3 separate regions of the Gossypium hirsutum genome follow, and all the other regions are linked to region 3. A link is a contact called in public Hi-C data. All regions are on one chromosome and are shown on one strand. Each heading gives the region's core, a stretch centred on a gene start, on an enhancer-like site or on the middle of the called end of the contact. The rest is flanking DNA. Distances are from core to core; before and after follow the strand shown.

Region 1 (3,122 bases), core at 82-2,581, 230 kb before region 3:
TACATATATACTAATCTGAATATTCAGGAGAAGAAACAAATTGATCATGTAATTGTCTTCCTCTATTAGGTTGACAATAAATGCTAAGCTATTCTATCAAAAACTACGAGGGTCCCCACATGAATTATTACCCCCAAAATTCATGCACCCAAGATTTATGCATACATGAATCGCATTCATATCAACAATGATGAAATTATTAGGAATTCAAATACAAATGAATCAAAGAAACACCTTAATCTAAGCTGATGATAATAAAAGGGGAGGAACACTTTAATGTTCTACCTCAATATCTTCTTTATTTATTGAAAAAAAAAAGGAAAGAAATCTGACGGAATTACGGATTGAACTATCGAAATATTAAAGTTAGGTTCCAAAAGTAGATTCTACAGTCAAAAGGGTAAAAAAAAATAGGGGAAAAAAAATCACGCCGATGACCTAGTGATATCTTAAAAATGAAGGTTGGAAAATGTACGAGGTATAATTATGGATAATGCTTCATAAGGAGATCAACATGGAAGTTATGTTTGTTTGGTTGCAACAAAATTCCATGATAATTACCGACAAGATAACCGGATGTAAAGTCTAGACAAGAAGGAATGTGGGAGATGAAGTGATGGAAACAAAAAGAAAAACCAGAAAGCAGAATATCAAGATCAAAAGAGAAAACAGAAGGAAAAATCAGACATCAAATTAACAAGGAGTAATAATCATTACACAAACTAGGAGATTAAGATCAATTTCACATTCTAGATGAATCTCGAGAAAAAGAATTATTTTTTTTGAATGACAACCTAAAATAAATAAAAGTTCTAAAGAAAACATCATCGAAGACATGGAAAACCCAACAATCTAAAAGACCGTACCTGCGATACGTATGCTATTTTATTCAGTTTCAACAACAGTAACTGCGCAGAATCTGCAATTCCCAAACCAATCTTCAATACCCAGAAACAAATATACATATATATATATATATAAAGAAAATACATCGTAGAAAGAATAAATAAAACGTACCACAAAATGTAACGTTTTTGGAGAAGATATCAAAGAGAGAAACCGATCATTTAGGATCTCAAAGTATTGACCTCAGAAAATCAAAGAACGAAAGAAAAGAAGGAAAACGGACGGATAGAAAGAAAATTAAAAGAGAGAAGAAATAAATAGAAGAGGAAAAATAAAAAGCCAAAGGGAAAAAAAGAAAAGAGAGAAAGAGGAAGTTGGGAGAACAAAATTATTGAAAAGAATAATACTAATGATTAAGAATCGGTGGCATTAACAAAGCACGCCCAGTCCTTTCTACTTAGTGGTTACGCTAACTGAAATCAGTAGAATTTATTAAAGTTTTTTATTCACAATTTATTTTTTGCATGAATTATATAATGGGTAAATTACACCGAGTCACCTAACTTTAATGTAGCTGATAAATTAGTAATTCAAGTTTCAATTCAGTCACTAAACTTTTAAAAAATGATAAATCGGTCACTAATGTTATCAAAAAATGACAAATCAATCACCTACTAACAGTTTTCGTTACAGACCTAAGGGGACAATGACATGGCCAGTTAACTAGCTGATGCGGCCAATTAACTAGCCACGTTGGATATGTCCACGTGGAAACCCACCTAATTTAAGAAGAAATTGAAAAAAAACCCTAATAGTAGAAGAAGAAGAAGAATAAGAAGAAGAAGAAGAAGAAGAAGAAGAAGAAGAAGAAGAGAAGAGACTGTAAAATCGTTAAGGTTTTTTTCCCATATTATTTTTTCTTCCCTTAGTTGTTGCTATTGTGGATTAAAAACAACAATTAACAAACCAGGGTGTTGCCAAAATCGTCCCCCCAATGTGATTGTTCTCATGAAGAGGTCACTCAGACCTTTGATAAGCATTCTAATGCTTGTTGCATTGACTACAACCTTAAGCTGTCGGATTGCCAATCCCCGTCGCGGTGTCTTTACTATTTCAACTGAGTTGGAGTCAACCAAAGTCCTAATCCAACCCTTACAAACCCAAATTTTTAACTCCACTCTGCTCAAGTTTGCATTTATTGATATAGGTGAAGCAAACTCTAAGCTTAACATAAAACAGCTGCTGGAAAGGGACTTTTCAAGCAATGGAAAACAAAGGAGCTTTGCAACTTTGAGGAGCTTCAGTAATCATGATGCCAAATCAAGAAATTCCTATGGATTACTGGTATTACTTAGGTCCCCAAACTGGTGCAACTTTCCATTTTTTTCTTTTCTTCTACTAAACCCTAAATTGGTGTTAAAAAAGGTTGTTTAAATTAGTGCTTAACATCCAGCTGGCTGGTTAATAAAAACAAGGAATTTGTCAACTGCCATGTCACTTTTTCGTTACGTCTGTAACGGAAAATGGTTAAAAGGACTAATTTGTCATTTTTCGAAAGTTGAGTGGCTGAATTGAAACCTGAGTGACTGTTTTGTCAGCTACATCAAAGTTGAGTGACTGTTGGTGTAATTTACTCTTATATAATACTGTTTTTTTTATTTTTTTTATCTATTTTGATATCGATTTGTTAAGGATGGGTTTGGATGAGTGATTGGGTATGTGTAAACGAAAAAATATATAGGATTTTTCCTATATAATTCATCACCTTTCTACTTAAATTTGTTATTAAAACTAGGTAATTGTTTAATAAATTAATGAAATATGTGAAAATATGAAATTAGGACATAGAAATTATTAAAATGTGATTTTATATTTTATTATATAGTTTTCATGCATAAAAGGACTTATTTTATATTAATTTAAGCATATTATATTTTTAAGCTATGAAGTGAGTCATGCATGATTAAATTAAATAATAAAATGTAATGTTATATTTTAATAATTCATTTTAAATATTTCATTAATAAAATTAGGTTTAATTAATTAAGTAAATTGATTAATTAAAGTGGTTAAATTAATTCATTTGGTCCTCTAAACTATCTGCTATTTTTGACAGGTCTGAGAGTTTTTTTCTAATTGCAAAATCGTCCAAAGTGGGGACCAAGTCAACCCAATTTTCGGCTGCACATGTTTGATCACAAACCAATTTTTGGTTTAATTATACAAGGTCCTTGAAGAGTTGAAGAAATTAGAGATTTACCTGAAGATTTGTTGGA
Region 2 (3,344 bases), core at 53-2,552, 150 kb before region 3:
TCTAATTACAAGGATATTACCTTTCTTTAGTTATATCTTATACCACTTAATTCCTTAAGCATTGCGCTTTCATTATTGTTGCTAAACAAATTTAAACTAAGTACATACATTCGTGGAACAATAAATGATATTCAAATATGGCAAATCTTTGTTGTTGTTGCAGCAGATTAAAATATGTGGTTAATGCTTAAATTCACGATAATAAATTGTACTAACTTATGATGGAAATTTTTTTATATAATAAATATATTTATAAAATATTGTTGTAAAAATTAAACTTTATTGAAATAATAAAATAAAAATAACATAAGTTTCAAATTTTATTATATGAGTTTGCATTTTTTTTCTTTTTTTAAATATAAAAAAACAAAAATAACCTCAAAATCATAATCATAAAGTAAGATATAATATTTTAAGTATCTTCTATATCTACAATAGCATAACAAATTTCTACGAGCAAAGTTATAACCCTGTCATATGTATGAGACAGCATAACTCATTTGTGAAAAAATAAATTTGAGTGTATAAAATAATAATAAATTATAAAATTCATAGATAAGTTTAGGGAAGACAATGGAACGAGAGAGGACAGATATTACTATAAATCCACCATCACTTCATAGTTAATATGCTCTGCTACACTATCCACTTCGCTCCATATTAGATATATAATTTTAAAAATTATTATCACTTTTATGGATGTTGAATGCATCCATATTCGTCCTACCCCACCCAGTTCTGCGTCAATTTAATTTTTGTTACTTATCTTTAATATTATCATTTTTTAGTGTCAAATAAATATTTAAACATAATGTTTCAAAAAATAATAAAAAATAATATATATATAATGATAAAATAATAGGTGAGTTGAGACGGAATAGGCAATTGTCATAATCACTTCATATCTACTTTTCCAAAAAAAAATTCTACTCCAAAATTCAATATATAATCACTCATGTGCTTTACAATTACAATGATGCAACTGTAAGTTAAATATTTGAATATTTATAGAAAAAGAAAAGAAAAAAAAAAGAGACTAGCATTTCCCCCAGTTATCATCTCTCTTAGAAAATAATAGAAAAAGAAAAGAAAGAAATACCATTTCATGTTCTGACAAAAGTAGCCCTCCCAAGCTTGTCAACGTTGTGATTCACACAGAGTTTTAATTAAATTGCTAAAAACAATCGCAAGCTTCAACCTTGGTGTGTAGCATTTGATGTTAGCCAATTCCATTAAAAGGATGAAAAAGGGACATAGTGACTAATGGTTTTCATGTGTTGTTTTCTGTAACATTTACTCTCTAGTTCAGGGCAAGAGGCTTTTTTTTACCATTTAAAAGAGGAGGGGAAGTTTCTAGAAGAGTGTATGGAGAAGGAAAATAGGCATCTCAGGTTTTGTCTTTCCTCAAACAAGGTAAGTTTGATTGAGATAATGAGCAATGCCCTCACTTCCCTACTTTCCACTGCTGTCTTTGTTCTTGTTACTTGCCTTGCATGCACTACCATCATCCTTAATGCTCACATTTATTTCCCCATTTTCCATTTCACCTTGCTTTCACTCTCTTGTTGACTGTCTCACCCATGTGCTCCCTGTGATGTCCCCACCATCCATACTTCATATATGGAAATGTCAATACAGCATCTTCAAATCATCAAGACTCTCAATGCTTCCTATAACTTTAATATAATTTTCATATGCTTTCAATTTTTAACCATTTTGGGATAAACCCACTTTAATTGATGGATCCATACGTGCACCCACACACATTTCATCTTCCACTTTTAAATTAATAAAACAGTTAACCCTATCACTTAAACATACGCAATACCGCATAGTGCAATGTCTGCCAAAACTAACATCATATATAAACTTTTATGAAAACCTTAGTCGACATCCTTCCTACTTCATGATGCAATTCTTGATGTTTTCAGATTAGTAACAGCTTTCTTCACCATACAATCATAATCCTATTTTATTTTCAGTTTTTAAACTTGCCTAAAAGTATCTAAGTGGCATTTTTTTTAGTTGGCATCTGAATTTATATTTAGTTACACACATTATCCTAATTTGTTAATAGTATTACTTTTTTAAGGGTTAATATGTAGTTTGCTCCATGAACTTGTTCAAAAAGTACCTAGTTGATACTTGTACTTGTCCAAAAAATTATACATTTTTAAACGTAATTTATATTTTCTAAAAGATTTACAATTTTTTAATTTATATCTATCACAAGTCATACTAAGAGGCTACGACATGTCACTAGTAGGATTGGCCATCGGGGTAACGTCAACATTTGTTAGTGCGGAAATAACAACCTGGGTGATGATATATAAATTTAAATACCAACTAAGTAAATGAATTAAGTGGTGCGTGTGGTAAAAGCCTGACGATGATCAGAATATCAGGCTGTACTATTGTGTTGTTGGTATGGGAAGACCTAACAGTCATGGATTATGTCAAAATTCGTTAATTGAATTTGTTGGATTGTTGGTTCAAGGGGTCACCATTCATGCCTGGGGCTGACTCACTTTCTAGAACATAGCAAAGAGATGGGATAGTTTATGAAGATAGGCAAGATTCCAGGTGTTCTGTTAAAGGAAATATACAGATTGTTCCAAGCTTTTATGAATTGAATAGAGGATATTATCAATTTACAACCAGGGAGGGAAATGGGCCTGGGTTAAAATAAGTTTATGGAGACGAGGAATCCAGAGAAATGTGGGCCTAGAACTTGGAAATCTGGGAGATTAAATTGCTGCTAAAAGGGGGGGTATTGAGCAAACCCAAACAGATTGGTTAGATCATGTTAAGCCATGAGTTTTGTATAGGTTATTTGTGAGTGCCTAATTAGTGATTGTGGTGGCCTTGACTATTGGGAAGTGGTTTCAAAATGATTATTGTATCGTGGAATGTGAGGGGGATTAACTTAGTGGCATCAGTGAGAAGATAGTGCAAAAATTGGTTGGGGTTGATATAATTTTCTTCTAGGAAATGAAGCTATGTAGTTATGTCGAGTGGAAGTAAAACATGTTATGGCCAAATGATCATTATGACTGTATTGGACGGTGGACTGAAGGTACAACAAGGGCTTTAGTCGTTTACTGCCATTATGGGATTGATGCTACTTTAGAAAGGAATATAGGTCTATTTTGGTGAAAAGGTGATGTAGGTAGTGTTATTTTGAGAAAATATAAATGGATCTTCCAAAGTAAATAAAATTTTATTTATCAATGACAGAAGAGAAGGTAGTTGGATATGCGAGAAAATTGGAAAAGCTTATATGTTGAGAGATATTAAACCTGAGATATAGACTATATTGTAATGTTGTGAAAAATATAGGGTTA
Region 3 (3,341 bases), core at 524-3,023:
GATCATTCCACCCTTAAAATATTTACACCATTGGTCCTTCAACTTTTTCATATTTACACTTTAACCCCTCAATTTTTGAGTATTTACTTTGGGTAACAAAACTTTTCTCACTTTTGCGATTTAATCCTTTCTTGAATTAATATGTTATAATATACTTCCCAATATTTCCATAACTCAAAATTACCCCTTTTTAGCACTTTATTTCCTTATTTTACTATATCAGAGATATTATATTATTTTCCTTACTGTAAAAATTTTCGGAGTATTACAAGAACCACCCAAAAATCTATCAGAGCATCTCGAAAAGTCTAGTCAAATTTGACCTACAAAATACTACAAGATTGATTTTGGATTCTCATGTAACTTCAATCTTTGCTCTTAACAAATGTTAACTTTGCTAACATTGCAGTCCATGTGGATGTCACATCAACAATTAATTAATTTTTTTAATTTAAAAATATATAATTTTTTATTTTTTTAAAAAATAAATTATATTATAATTTTTTAAAAAATTTTAAAAAATATCAAAAAATTAATTAATTGCTAATGTGGCATCCACATGGTAGTCACATATATGTTCATATCTATTTTAGGGTGATTTGACAAAAATCGCAAATTCAAGAGGTAAAAGAGACGAAAATTAAATGAATGACTAAAATGATTTTTTTGTAAAGTTAAAAGGTCAAATAAGACATTGTGCCTTTATTTATTTATTTGAAAGGCTGTAATCTAGGGCTAAGCAAAAAAATCAACCAAACCAAAAACCGACCCGAACTGAGGTATTTAGATGGTTTATGAAATGCAAGTTCAAAAACCGCGATTACTCGAAACCAAATTGAATTCTATTTTTTATTTAAAATATATTTAATTTTAAATTTTATGGTATAAAAATAAAAATTTTATATTTAAAATAATAAAAATAATTTAAAAGTTCTTGAAAAATTATTGTTTTTTAGAAGTATTTACGAAAAATACCTTTGAATTTTTGTCAAATAATAGTCAAAAGCCATAAACAAAGCTTATTTTATCAAAATAAGTTTAAAAAATCAAACCAAAAATTAATATGGGAAAACCAAGAACTGAACCGAATTATAATAGGTGGTTCAAAAAATCTAAAAATCTCGACTGAACCGAATCGATATCTCCTCTACTAGGTTAAATTCTGCTATTAGTACATGTACTTTGCAAAAGCTATGGATTTAGTCCCTATGCTTTTATTTGATCAATTTTAGTCCTTGTACTTTTCTAATTTTCAAATTTTGGTCTTGCCCTAAACAGTAGCATTTAAATTCATTTAGTTAAATTTAATTACTATTTTTGTACTATATGTACAGTTGTAGATTTAGTCCATTTTCTTCAACTAGGTCATTCTAATTCCCTATACTTTTCAAATTTTAAAATTTCAATCTTAACAAAAATGACATTCGATAATTCATTAACTGAATTTTAATGAGTATTATGTGGAAATAATAAGTTGACATGACATTACATATATAATAATATGTTTTGCACACCAAAATTTGAAAATATCATAATTTTACTTAATGAATTTAACAATTATTGTTTGATGAGAATTAAAATTTTAAAATTTGAAAAAGTAAAAAAAAAAACTAAGAAATGACGAAATAAAAATAGACAGGAGTTTTTATGAAAAATTGACAACAGTCCAAGCATCCGTGAAGATGATGGGCTTGGTCTCAACTTAAGCCCTAAATAGTAATGGCCTGATTTGGATCGTCGGTATTTAGAATGTACGATTAAAAGATAAAAAGACGTAAAAATTCAGAACTTGAGCAGACGAAGAACAGAAAATGCATTCTCTTCAATTCTCAGTTCCACTACTACCAACTTCCCGGTTCAAACGCCATTCCGTTCGTTGCGCTAGCGACCGCCAGCAGCTTTTTAACCGCATTGCCCCTGTTTATGATAACGTAACCCATCTTTCACCTCTCTATCCTTTTATTCAACCAGTCTTCTTCTTCTCGTAATTTTTGCCTTTGGTTTTGATAACATTTGCAGCTGAATGATTTGCTGAGTTTGGGTCAGCATCGTATATGGAAACGCATGGCTGTATCATGGAGTGGGTTGGTATTCAAATTTCTCCCCCTTTTTGTTTCGTTGAATTTTTATTTACCAAGCACTGAAACAGGGCCAAAACGGGAGATTCCCTCTTGGATTTGTGCTGTGGAAGCGGGGATTTAACCTTCCTCATGTCTGAGAAGGCCGGTGCCGACGGCAAAGTATGCTTGTTTTGAATTGTTTTATACCAAAATACAAATAGTATCTGAGGTGCTAAGTGTGTAGGTAATTGGCCTCGATTTCTCGAAAGAACAACTATCAATTGCTTCATCACGCCAATACTTGCTTTCAAAGGCTTGCTACAATAACATTGAGTGAGCACTGGTAAATCTTGTCGTTAACTAACTAGTATGAAAATGCTCTTTCAATAATGGAGGTCATAGGTGAAGTATTACAAACTTATCTTCTATTGTGCATAAAACCATTATAAGTTTTGTCTTATCATGACATAATTTGTGTTTGGAATTGAATCTAGATGGGTTGAAGGTGATGCACTCGATTTGCCATTTTCTAATGGTTACTTTGATGCTATTACTATGGGTTATGGGCTGCGCAATGTGGTTGATAAACGTCGAGCTATGCAGGAGATGTTCCGAGTTCTAAAGCCTGGTCTATAGACTATATACTCAAATCTTCTGTTTCTCTTGTTGGCATATAGGTTTTCTTTTTTAATTGAACTTGATGGAAAATTGAAAATACTTTAAAGGTTGCTTCTTTCTGCAGGCTCAAGGGTATCGATCCTCGACTTCAATAAAAGCATGCAGCCATTTACTGCATTGTTTCAGGTATACAGCACTGCCCCAACTTTTTAGATATTTGAACATCGTAAAGAGTTGCGGTAGTGACGAATGTCACCTTGCACTTGTTGCACATTAAGTTCAATTCTGAAAGATGCCATTGACGATCAAAAGTTTTTCTTTCGGAAAGGAATGGATGATTGATAATGTTGTAGTACCAACGGCAACAGTTTACGGCCTTGCCAAGGAGTACCAGTATTTGAAAACTTCCATTGATGAATTTTTAACAGGTTCATTCCTTCAATTGCCTATGTCTATTCATGCTGAATTATTTTCTTTTCACTGATGATTCGTTTTTCTAGATGTTATCAAACTAAGTCTTTGAAATCTAACTTCATTTAATCTTTGTTTAGAAAGTTGTAGATTCCCGTAACTAAAGTGTCTATTAGATCTATATCAGTAGCGTATTAGTCAGATTTTCTTTGTAAAATAGATGTTTTTCTTTGCAAAAATGAAACTACTGTA

The links. Hi-C and Micro-C count contacts between places; a contact is called where the count stands out from the background.
Region 1: a contact with region 3 is called in a Hi-C map of leaf, with 3 times the contacts expected there. The contact joins the promoter of LOC107922333 here to the promoter of LOC107921369 in region 3. A contact is called at or near these places in 3 of 34 Hi-C or Micro-C datasets (all in leaf).
Region 2: a contact with region 3 is called in a Hi-C map of leaf, with 6 times the contacts expected there. The contact joins the promoter of LOC107921581 here to the promoter of LOC107921369 in region 3. A contact is called at or near these places in 13 of 34 Hi-C or Micro-C datasets (callus, fibers, hypocotyl and 2 more).

The regions. Positions count from the first base shown.
Region 1 is chrD01:50,891,313-50,894,434 of Gossypium_hirsutum_v2.1, forward strand. It overlaps LOC107922333 (E3 ubiquitin-protein ligase BOI), which reads right to left and starts at 1,332. Exons shown (of 6, transcript XM_016852324.2): 1 at 1,018-1,332; 2 at 867-919.
Region 2 is chrD01:50,970,324-50,973,667 of Gossypium_hirsutum_v2.1, forward strand. It overlaps LOC107921581 (axial regulator YABBY 4), which reads right to left and starts at 1,303. Exons shown (of 7, transcript XM_041087375.1): 1 at 1,100-1,303. The coding sequence starts at 1,102.
Region 3 is chrD01:51,116,658-51,119,998 of Gossypium_hirsutum_v2.1, forward strand. LOC107921369 (2-phytyl-1,4-beta-naphthoquinone methyltransferase, chloroplastic) reads left to right here and starts at 1,774. Exons shown (of 8, transcript XM_016851237.2): 1 at 1,774-1,931; 2 at 2,020-2,084; 3 at 2,150-2,240; 4 at 2,305-2,393; 5 at 2,555-2,688; 6 at 2,803-2,864; 7 at 3,007-3,106. The coding sequence starts at 1,812.